2 separate regions of the Mus musculus genome follow, and region 1 is linked to region 2. A link is a contact called in public HiChIP or PLAC-seq data. All regions are on one chromosome and are shown on one strand. The core of a region is the stretch at or near the end of the contact, and the rest is flanking DNA. Distances in the headings are between cores, read along the strand shown.

Evidence for each region. HiChIP or PLAC-seq counts read pairs in DNA pulled down with a chosen protein or histone mark.
Region 1: an H3K4me3 HiChIP or PLAC-seq map of the SCID.adh cell line shows a contact between it and region 2, with 17 read pairs. The contact joins two enhancer-like sites. A contact is called at or near these places in 3 of 484 Hi-C or Micro-C datasets (Th1 cells, effector CD8 T cells and nephron progenitors), 2 of 115 datasets of contacts at active chromatin or transcription factors (CD8 T cells and the SCID.adh cell line) and 1 of 9 other capture datasets (embryonic stem cells).

Annotation. Positions count from the first base shown.
Region 1 is chr7:140,263,541-140,269,071 of GRCm38.p6, reverse strand. The region is part of intron 5 of 5830411N06Rik (RIKEN cDNA 5830411N06 gene); the gene reads right to left. Among named protein-coding and RNA genes, the nearest start is that of 5830411N06Rik, 19 kb to the right of the region's middle. Within about 2 kb of position 4,136, at least 5 of the 459 cell types and tissues checked have an H3K27ac peak or open chromatin away from gene starts, as enhancers often do. A contact at or near this core is called in the SCID.adh cell line and Th1 cells, where this site is marked.
Region 2 is chr7:140,191,027-140,196,759 of GRCm38.p6, reverse strand. No RefSeq gene overlaps it. Among named protein-coding and RNA genes, the nearest start is that of Olfr524, 8.9 kb to the left of the region's middle. Within about 2 kb of position 3,664, at least 38 of the 459 cell types and tissues checked have an H3K27ac peak or open chromatin away from gene starts, as enhancers often do. A contact at or near this core is called in the SCID.adh cell line and Th1 cells, where this site is marked.

The sequences.
Region 1 (5,531 bases), core at 2,887-5,386, 72 kb before region 2:
CACACACACACACACACATGCACACACATGCACATGTACACATGTGATTTTAAAATAAGTATTTAAGAATCGAACAAATCAAAAAGAAAATGAAAACACAAATAAAAATACAACATACCAAATGCAAAATAAGAAATATGCAGTATGTAGAAGTATATTTTTTACTATAAACACCTATATTCCGAATCTAATGTAGGGAAAGACAGGAGAAAAGGCCAAACAGTAAATAGAGCAGAGACTGAGGGAATGGCCAAACAGTAACTGGCCCAACTTGAGACCCATCCTATGGGCAAGCACCAATCCCTGACACTATTACTGATACTCTGTTATGCTTGCATGCATGAGCCAACAAAATTGTTCTCTGAGAGACTCCACCCAGCAGCTGAATGAAACAGATGCAAAGGCCCATAGACAAACATTAGATAGAGCTGGGGGAGTCTTGAGGAAGAGGGAAGGATAGAGGGCCCCAAAGAGGATAGAAACTCTATAGGAAGACCAACAAAGTCAACTAAGCTGGACCCTTGGTGGCTCTCAGAGACTGAAGCACCAACTAAAGAACATACACAGACTGGACCTTCGGCCCCCACACATATGTAGCAGATGTGCAGACCAGACGTTGTATGGTCTCACAACAAATAGAGCAGGGGCTATTGATATTGTTGCCTGTCTGTGGATCCTGTTCCCCTAACTGGGCTGCTTTGTCTGACCTCAGTGAGAGAGGATGAGCCTAGCCCTGCAAAGACTTGATGTACCAGGGTGGGGGTGATACTCAGGGTAGGTCTCCAACCTCTCAGAGGGAAGGGCAGGGAGATGGAGGAGGGACTGTATGAGTGGTAATTGGGAGGAGGGGCCAATAATCACGTTGTTAGATAGATAGATAGATAGATAGATAGATAGATAGATAGATAGATAAGGGAAGGGAAGGGAAGGAAAGGAAAGGAAAGAAAAGAAACGGAAAGAAATGAAAAGAAAAGAAAAGAAAAGAAAAGAAAAGAAAAGAAAAGAAAAGAAAAGAATGTTCTCAAATTAATAGCTAAACTTTATACTAGTGAGACAGAGGGAGGGAGGGACCTGAATGGGAGAGGGGAGGAGAGGAAAGGGGGACAGGATCAGGTACAGGGGAAGACAGGAGGGAAGCCCAGATGGCCAGAAGAATGAATGAAAATATGCAGTTGCAGGGGTGGGGGTTGGGGCTGAGGTGGGTGGAATGCAGTATGTAGAAGGATATTTTAGAAGGACCCTCTAGAAAGTCCCAGAAACCTGGGTTGTGAGAGGCTCCCAGGACTCAATGGGGATGATCTTAGCTAAAATGCCCAACACTCGGGAGATGGAACCTGAAGAGACCATCTCCAGTAAATAGACATGGCCTTCAATGGAGAAATGGGACCACCCACTCATCTTCAAAATTTTTGTCCCAGAATTTTTCCTGTCTAAAAGATATGTAGGGACAAAAATGGAGTAGAGACTGAAGGAAAGGCAGTCCAGTGGCAAGCCCAACTTGGGATCCATCCCATGTGAAGTCACTAAACCTTGACACTATTACTGATACTGTGTTATGCTTGCAGACAGGAGCATAGCATGGCTGTCCTCTGAGAGTCTCTACCAGCACCTGACTGAGACAGATGCACAGACAAGCATTGGACTGAGATTGGGGACCCCCATGGAGGAGTTAGGGGAAGAATTGAAAGAGCTGAATGAGATGGCAACCACATAGGAAGAACAACAGTATCAACTAACCCAGATCCCTCAGAACTCCCAGAGACTAAGCCACCAACCAAGGAGCCTACATGGGATGGCATGTGGCTCCTGACACATGTAGCAGAGGACTACATTGTCTGCCCTCAGTCAGAGAGGATGTGGCTAATCCTATAGAGGCTTGATGCCCCAGGGAAGGGAGATACTAAGGGGTGAAGTGGAGGTGTGTGAGGGGTTGGGGGAGCACCCTCTCAGAGGCAAAGGGGAGGGGTGTTGGGGTGAAGAAGGACTCTGGGAGAGGGGACCAGGAAGGGAAGCAACATTTGGAATATAAATAAGTAAAAGCATTTAATAAATGGCAATAAATAAATAAATAAATACCATTACTAAATGCAAAAAAAACAACCTTAGAATAAAGAAAAGTGCATGAGAAATAGCTCTCTAGTTCTGTGTATGCATCATCCTGCTAGAAAAGCCAGACAATGGCATTACAATAATAAAACATTACAGACTAACATCCTAAAGATTCTGAAGCAAAAGTCTCAACAACATTGAAGAATACAGAAATTAACTGCAAATGGAATGATATACCAGAACCAATTATTATTTATCTCAAATGAATGGAAATCTACAACCAATGGAGGTAGAGAGGTAGGGGGATGAGACAGACCTGTGATAAGGAAGTTGTCCAAGAATCAGTGAGAGTGACCTTAGCTGTGACTCACAGCACTGGGGATGTGGAACCAGAAGAAGCCACCTCCTATAGCCAGGCAGGAACCCCAGTGGAGTGATAGGAACACCAACCCACCCACAAAGCTTTCAACCCAAAATTTATCCTGTCTACCAGAAATGCAGGGACAGTGAATGGAGCAGAAACTGAGGAAATGACCAGCCAATAACCAGCCCAACTTGAGACCCCTCCCATAAGCAAGCACCAATCACCGACACTATTAATGATATTCTGTTATGCTTGCCGAAAGTAGTCTAGTATGGCTTTCCTCTGAGAAGCTCCCAGCAGGTGACTCAGTCAGATGCAGATGTTCACAGTCAAACAGTGGGTGGAGCTTGAAGACTCTTATGGAAGAATACAGGGAAGGATTGTGGATCCTGAACAGGATAGAAACTCCACAGGAATACCAACAGAGTCAACTAACCTGGACTCTTGGGGCTCTTAGAGACTGAACCACCAACCAAAGAGTATGCATAGGTTGGACCTAGGCCTCCTGCACATATACAGCTTGGTCTTCATGTGGGTCCCAAATAAATGGAGTGGGGGCTATTCCAAAAGCTATGAACTGTCCATAGGATATGTTCTTCTAGCTGGACAGCCTTGTCTGACCTTAGTAGAAGAGGATGTACCTAGCCCCACAGAGTACCAGGGTGAGGGAATCCCCAGGGGGCCCCCATCTTATCTGAGAAGAATGGGAGGGGTTTGACCTGGAGGGGGCAATAAGTGGGATGTAAAGTGAAACAATTGATTAATTAATTAATAATAAAGATTTATCTCAGAAAGGCAAAGTTGATTCAATACATAAAAAACAGCCACCATAATAGAAAGTACTAATACATCAAAGGGAAGGACAATGATGATCTCAAATTGTGATTTTAATATAGTTGATATCTTTAAATTATTCAAAAGAATTGGAAAAAAACAGAAATTTGTAACATATCACCAAAGAGTGTTTAGAAAGCCCTGCAATTAGCAATGTACTCAAGCATACAAGACTAAGACTGAAAGTCTTGGTCCTAAGATCAGGGACATGAGAAGCATGCCCATGTTCATAGCACCCACTGAACACTGGGAGCAATACAAAAGAAACCAAAAGAGGAAAACCAGAAGAAAAGAAGACGGGCTGCCAGGCTAGACAGAGCAAAGATCTATTCAGAGATGAGTAGAACTCATATGTAGAAAATCCAGAGGCCTTCACTAAGAAAGTAACAGAGGTAACACACTACCTTATAAAGTTGCAGGATATGTATAAGCACAGACATGTAAATTATTTAGTTAACCATTATCTTGACTGAACAATCAAAAATGAGATAAAAACTCCATTACATATTAAAAATCTAGCAATACATTTCCCCCAAATATGGAGAAGCTGTAAAAGAAATCAAACTTTGCTTTACATAATTAAGTAAATCTAGAGCCCAGTCAGGAAATTTAGCTTAAGAAGTCCTGCCCAAGAGACTAACTCAAGGGCGAGAGAGAAAGGAGCAAACCACGGAACACCTGTGACACCGTGAGACACAACAGACTTTCTAGGTGTCCTGGCCCACAGGTTCCTGGGAAGGAAACATACGATAAGAAGCACTTGAGGTCCCATTTTCAGAATCCTTCCTCACAGAGCCTGAGAATCAAACATTTGTGTACACTCACCCAGCCTCACCCCACCCCCCCCCCCCCCGTGCTGAAGGCTTGCCGAATCTCATTGCATCCTAATGTAGAAGGAAGCAGAGAGAAGACAGGATGTGGGTCTGGGCTCTAAAATCTCAAGACCCACCTTCCCCTAGTAATCAATCCATCTTATCCAACCAGGCTCCATTTTCTGGATAATCTACAGCAGTGTTGTTAGTTGAGTACTAAGTATTCAAGTACCTGGGCTTCTGGGGGCTTCACACTCAGACTGCAGCAATGAGCAGGCACTGTCCTCACAACCTTCTTTTTTTCATTTTAGAGTTTTTATAGATATTTTCTTTATTTACATTTCAAATGTTATCTCCTTTCCTGGTTTCCCCTTCAAAACCCCCCTATGTCCTCCCCTGCTCCTCCTGCTCACCAACCCACCCATTCCTGCTTCCTGGCCCTGGCATTCCCCTACACTGGGGCATAGAGCCTTCACAGGACCAAGGGTGTCTCCTCCCATTGATGACCAACTAGGCCATCCACTGCTACATATGCAGCTGGAGCCATGAGTCCCACCATATGTTTTCTTTGGTTGGTGGTTTAGTCCCTGGGAGCTCTGAGGGTACTAGTTAGTTTGTATTGTTGTTCCTCCTATGGGGCTGCAAATTCCTTCAGCTCATTAGGTCCTTTCTCTAGCTCCTTCATTGGGAACCCTGTGCTCAGTCCAATGGTAGCTTCCAGGTCAATATCAGCCTGACTTTTCCGTGTTCTATGACTCATATGTGGTACCTTCAGAAATAGTGTCTTATCCTCAAGTTCTGAAGAGTAACCAAGAACAATAGCAATAGACTATAATGTTTTGATTGGCCTATGGGACCCCAAGGATCAATAACTAGAAAGGGGGTATACTATATCTGGGACAAAGCTTTTTCTTTTATAGGCAATGATCTCTGAATGAGGCATTATATCCCTGTAGTAGGTTAACTCCATTATAACCAGATAGATAGATAGAGATATGTATATATAATATGTATAAATATTTTATGTAGGGTTATATATTAAAAAGATATATATAAGATATATAACATAATATATACATATATGGTCATATATACATATATGATCACATATACATATATGGTCATATATGATATGACCATATGATATATATAATATATCCTTCTTCTACCATGTCCTCCCGTCCATTACTTCCTCTTCCATTATTCCCCTTTCCCCTTATTACCATCCACATTCTATATCTTAGAAACCTCACTCCTTGGTCTCTTACTAGTGTCCTGTTTTCTATGAGTATTCCCATTTAAACATCTCTATAGACTCAATGCCCATGTTCAGCTTGAAGAAGTTGTGAAAAGCCATTACCACAGTTCTCTGGATGTGGGGGTCTAGAGGTGGTTATTCTAGTTGTCTTTTTAGGGAATGTTGAAATGGTCATAATTGGAACAGGGAGGAAAAAGCTAGAATTGATTGTGTA
Region 2 (5,733 bases), core at 2,415-4,914:
ACTCTAACAGAATCTAAAATAAACTAGGAGAGTAACAGACTGGTCAGAAAGCTTGCAGGATACAAGGCAGATGCTCAAAATTCAAAATTCAAGCATATCTACATGCTACCAACAAGCAGTAGGAAATTTTTTAACTATTGGAGGTAGAATCAAAATCATAAAGTAGTTAAGTATAAATCTTACAAAAAAAATCCAGAAACTATAATGAAACCTATTTCATATATCAATTTGTTTATAATTTCTAACTGCTTTGTTAAATTTAATTTCATGTGATTCTTTGAGAGAAGAGCTGCAGGAATGGAGAATGAGTCATGTTCATGTTCAAAAGTCTCATATTATCCCGATGCCACATTAGTTTCTGGCATAACCACAACATCAATCAAAATCCTATCAAGCGTCTCTTAGAAAACCCTGAAAGTTCTCGTGGGAAGCAGAGAACATGTGCCGTTGAAAACACCTAAAAAGCAGCATCAAAGACCAACGACCATCATGAGCATTCTAAGACTTATTAGGAAGCCGATGACCAAGGTAGTGAGGCCAGCTAAAGGAAGACGAATGAATCTCAACCATGCAGAGACAATGCACAGACCACACCAACAAAGCCAATATCTTGGACAGAGGTTCACAGGCATTCAGTATACAAAGGAGCTTCTTTTTCCAACAAACTATGCTAGAAAAATCAACGAATACCAAGATTTCAAAAAGAAATGGGCTTTGACGGTCTGGAGAGATGGCTTAAGTGGTTAAGAGCACTGCCTATTCTTGCAGAGGCCCAAGATTAAATCTTAGCACCACATGGCAGCTCATAGCCACCTATAACTTCATATGCCCTGGCCACGTGGTTGGCAAGTAGGTGGCATGCCTACAGGTAAAATATTCAGACAAGAAAAATAAGTATATTTGTGCTGAAGAGATGACTCAGAGGTTAAGAGCACTGAATGCTCTTCCAGAGGTCCTGAGTTCAATTCCCAGCAACCACATGGTGGCTCGCATCCATCTGTAATGGGATCTGACTGCAACAACGTACTCAAACATATAAAATAAATAAATCTTTTTCTTAAATGGGCTTTGACATCTCACATCATCTACAGAAGTAAATTCAAAATAGATCACAGGATTGGGAGCTCAAAGAGTCAGCAGACATTAAAGTCATGACAGCTCATGATGTCTCGTGCCTTTAACTCCAGCACTTTGCAAGGCTGAGGCAGGAGGAATGCTGTTAGTTTAAGACCATCTTGGGCTATATAGTGAATTTCAGGCCAGTCTGGATTACATCATAAGACCTTATCTTCAAGGGGGGGGGGGGCAGAGTAGGAGAAGGAAATTGAAGAAATGGCTCAACAGGACCCAAGTTCTGTTCCCAGCAGCCATGTCAGGTGACTCACAATCACCTTTAACTCTACCTTCTAGCCCCTGTGGACACATATATATGCACACATATTTTTTTAAATCTTTTAAAAATTTTTACAAAAATATAATCATCGACCTAAAGATAAACTGTAAACTTTCAACAGAAAATACCTATGAACAAAGATTTTACCTCCAGTTAAGCAAAGCCCAATAGTAACACAAATAATCCAAGCATTTTTAAATGTACAATTTCAATGAGCATTTTACAAAGAACATAGAGATATGCGCACATGAGATATATGATGAACATCTCTAGTCGTTAAGGAACCACAAGTTAAAACCACAATGAGAAACCACTGCACACCTGGGACAGTGGCTTAGATTACAGCCTGGCCACTCAAGTCTGAGTGAGGACCTGGAAGACCCAGGGTCTCACAGGGTGTCTGGAAGAACACAAACAGAACAACCACGTTGGAAAATGAGTGGGAGTTTTAAAATCTTTAATACACACTTATGATATTATACAGCCATTTTCTCATAAGAAACATGAAAACATATAGGCTTGTAAAGATGTGTGTCTTTCCATAGCAACTTCATATAGAGTAATGAAAGAGTAGGAAAAACTCAGATGTCCACGATAAGGGGGCTGGATAAGCGAAGTATAATGTGTCTGTCTGTACCCTGGGCCACTTGTGGAGCCTTTAAAGAATGGGTGGAGCACTCAGCCATAAAAGAATGGATCTTCAGTTCACACACCAGAGACAAAATCAGGATAACTGTGCTGAAGGAAGATGGGATTGAATAGAACACATAGTGTGTGGTACCATTGATATAAAACTTAGGAGATACAAGCCGGTCAGCAGAGATGGAGACAGATCGGTAGCTGCCTGTGGTGGTTTGAGGAAGGTGACAGGAAGGCTGAGGACCCGTCTTTCCAGCCAAGGCACACACTTATCATCTTAATTTTAATGATGGTGTCACTGATGAGACATATTATATGCAGTTTGCACTGTCATTTACACTTCCTTTTTTAATTTAAAAGCTCAAATAATCACAGAGAAGCAGCCAGATGAAAAAGTAGAAGACGAAAACATTTTAGTGTCCATCTTGTGGTAGAAAGGAACGCCTTGGAGAGACGCCCAAAGTTGAAAATAGATACTGACAGACCTTCGCCAGGAAAGTTTTGTCCTGAAATGTAAAAATGTTTCACAGTGAATGAAAATATTCCAAAGTGGATACAAAACAAGTTCACAGACTCCTAGAGGCATTTGGTCCTCAGCAGAAAAAAACAGAATCTCATCTGGAATGTAGAGCTGCAGGGATGCAGAAACCTGATGTAAGCCTCTTGTTTGGAGGAGATTGCATTTGAGAGCACAGGGAAAATTTCAGCTTTTTCCAACACCAGTGCACTGGCTGAACCATGGACACAGTGAGCCTTGTTTCATAAGCAAGACATGAAAAGATCTTGCGGGGGGGGGGGGGGGGGGGGAACTGCACTCGGGGCCGGAGAGATGCCTCAGGAGTTAAGAGCACTGACTGCTCATCCAGAGACTGCTGCTCAGTTCCCAGCAAGCACATGGTAGCTCACAACCATCTGTAACGGGACCCTATGTCCTCTTCTGATGTGTCTGAACACAGCAACAGTATACTCATATAGATAAAGTAAACAAATAAATCTTTTTTTTTTAAAGTTGGTATTGGAATTTAAAAAAAAAAACTGCACTCACCTTAAAGGAAATTAGATTATTGAAAATAGAATCACAAACATCTCTATTTCCACAAACACCATAAAAGAGGTATAAAGCGGAACACAACGTGTAACTGACAAAAATCTAGTGTTTAGGAAGATACAATTACCTCCGCAGATCAGCAGAGGCAATCAGTTAGAAAAGAGCGATTCACAGAAGATGATGGCCAAAGGCCACTAACTCACAAGGTCCTCGGAGTCATTGACAGTCAAGGAGTTAGGAATGAAACTGTGAAAAAGATACTGTACCCAACAAAGGTTAAAAGACCAGAAATGCAGAGCGGGGGCAAATCTAGAGTGACAAGGGCATTCCCTCCCAGACACAGGGGTGTAGCCAGTGATCTTCCGGAAGTGGTTGGATTCTGTAAACATGGACAGGTGTAGCCCTTGCCCTGAAGGGCTCCCAAGCAGGAGGCCATCTATCCTAAGCAGCCTCAGGCACCAAACACAAGAGCACTGGTCACAGCACCTGAGCAGCCAAACCCAAGTGTCAGTAAGTACACACATTGTATCAATGAGGAGCTCCCAGGAAGTCAAGCTCAACCTCACAGACCTAGCACGGAGAGAAAGAAGTTACACAGCACAGATGTGCTTTCACTCACAAGAACCTGGGAGCAAGCAGCTCTGACCACAGAGGCTACAGCTGCCTAGACAGAAGTGCTGTGCAGTTCCAGATATGATGCCCTCACACATAACTCCTCTGTGGGGGAACACACTCATACACCCGGAGCTGAAATCTGGCTCTTCACACTGGGTTCTGGGCTGGGTTTGGATGTGCTATGATAGGCCACTGGGTAGCTCCTGTTAGGAGCTGTGGCTCCAGGCCAGGGAGACCTTGAGGACAAAAAGGTGTCCAGGTGAAAGAGCCTGGGAGCAGCTCAGCTGCCTTCACCCCACCTGTGCCCGGAGGCCATGTTACAGAGGAAGCCAGGAGCAGGTAACCTAGGAAACACTGCCACAGAATCCAGAGAAATAAACACATGCTCTTGCTGTGAGTCTATACACTTGGAGGGCGAGTTGCCACACAGCAGGAGAGAATACAGAGGTGTGAAGCATAAAACCAGGCAGAGCTTGCTGTAGAAACCAGATGGATGGTAAATATGAAAGAGGAAAAGAATGTGTTTTGGAGCTGGCCTGTGATGGCTGCACTGTTCCTTTCCATTTACTATTCTGTTTATTACATTTATTTATTTGGAGGCCTGAGCTTGCCTTTGGCTACTCTATAGGTTCTTTTTTCCTCCACCCTTTTAACCCCCTAACACTAGATCGGAGAGAGAAAAGGCTAGAGGGGAAAGGGGCGTCATTATCATTAAACTACTTCCTGTTGGTTAGAGTTCAGTTTGATCTTTGCCATCAGTATACATAATTTCTTCTTCTTGTTTCTTCTTTGTGCATGACTACCAAACCAACCACGACCATCAATTAACAACCCACTCACCTCTCCGGGCCCTAGCATTTATATACCCTTGGAAAAGTCCCCAGAATTCCAAATGTCACACAATCACGGAAACTATCTGCAGCTGGCAAAATCACACCCCTGCTAGAGCACGAGGCAAATCATAGTCAGCTGCTGTGGACAAGCTGAAGCAGCCCCATATTCCCACACCTGGGATTAATATTCCCATAATATTTTTCAGCCCTCCACATGAGTTCTACACATACGTATCAAATTCCCTCTGGTGGGAGCCTGGTCCTGCCCCTGTTTTCTTAGTTTTAGATGTGTCTTCTTTCTCATCACTTTGGCTATTTTAATGGTGTTAGGCATGACTTATGTACTTTTAATAGACCACATAGCAAAACAAATATTATTTGATAAATGTATGGGAAATTTCCACTTGAAAATTGAAAATACAGTATACATACACATATATATGCACATACAGATATACATAAATATACAAATACATTCACAAAGAAATACACATATACATATTTTGTTCTTAATAACATAGACAAGCCCCAGCTTAAATATCTTCTAAAAATTAATCATAATCAAAATGCTTAATTTCTGAGAAGGGCATACAGAAAATTATATGCAATTTTTAAATCATGGTACTGTTCATCTTATAACATTCTTATTTAAGGAGGCAGAAGTCTTCCAAATACGAGGGATCACATTTCAATTGTGTGATGCATTCACTTCAGAATAGTCTTGATTAAATTAACACATCGTGGATTTAGCTAGCAATATCTCCATAAAAGCTTGTGAATCTTAACAAAAATCTGAAACTGTTTCTTGGTCTCCAACAAACCCTTTGTGATCAACACCTCAATGGCCGGCTTGCTTAAAAGTAGACATATAATTTAATACTGAGGGAGTCCCACAGTTTACTCTCTCCAGTTGGCGTGTTCCCACTAATATCACAGACAATATGCATTTTTAATTATAGAGATTATTTGAGGCTCTGAATGGATTGTCATCTTCTAGAGAAGGCTCCTCCTGGTTCCTGGACAGTGACTATGATGGATCACTGACAGGACCAAATCCCCAAGGACCTTCAGCAGCTGAGGTGACCCAGTGCTGGCCCTCTGGAAATGCTGATCTAATTCCAGTTTACCCTGTCTATAGATGCATATCCCTCATTGTCGAGACCAACTCCTGGGTAATCCCAGGCTCTAGAGCCAAGTTTCCCCTT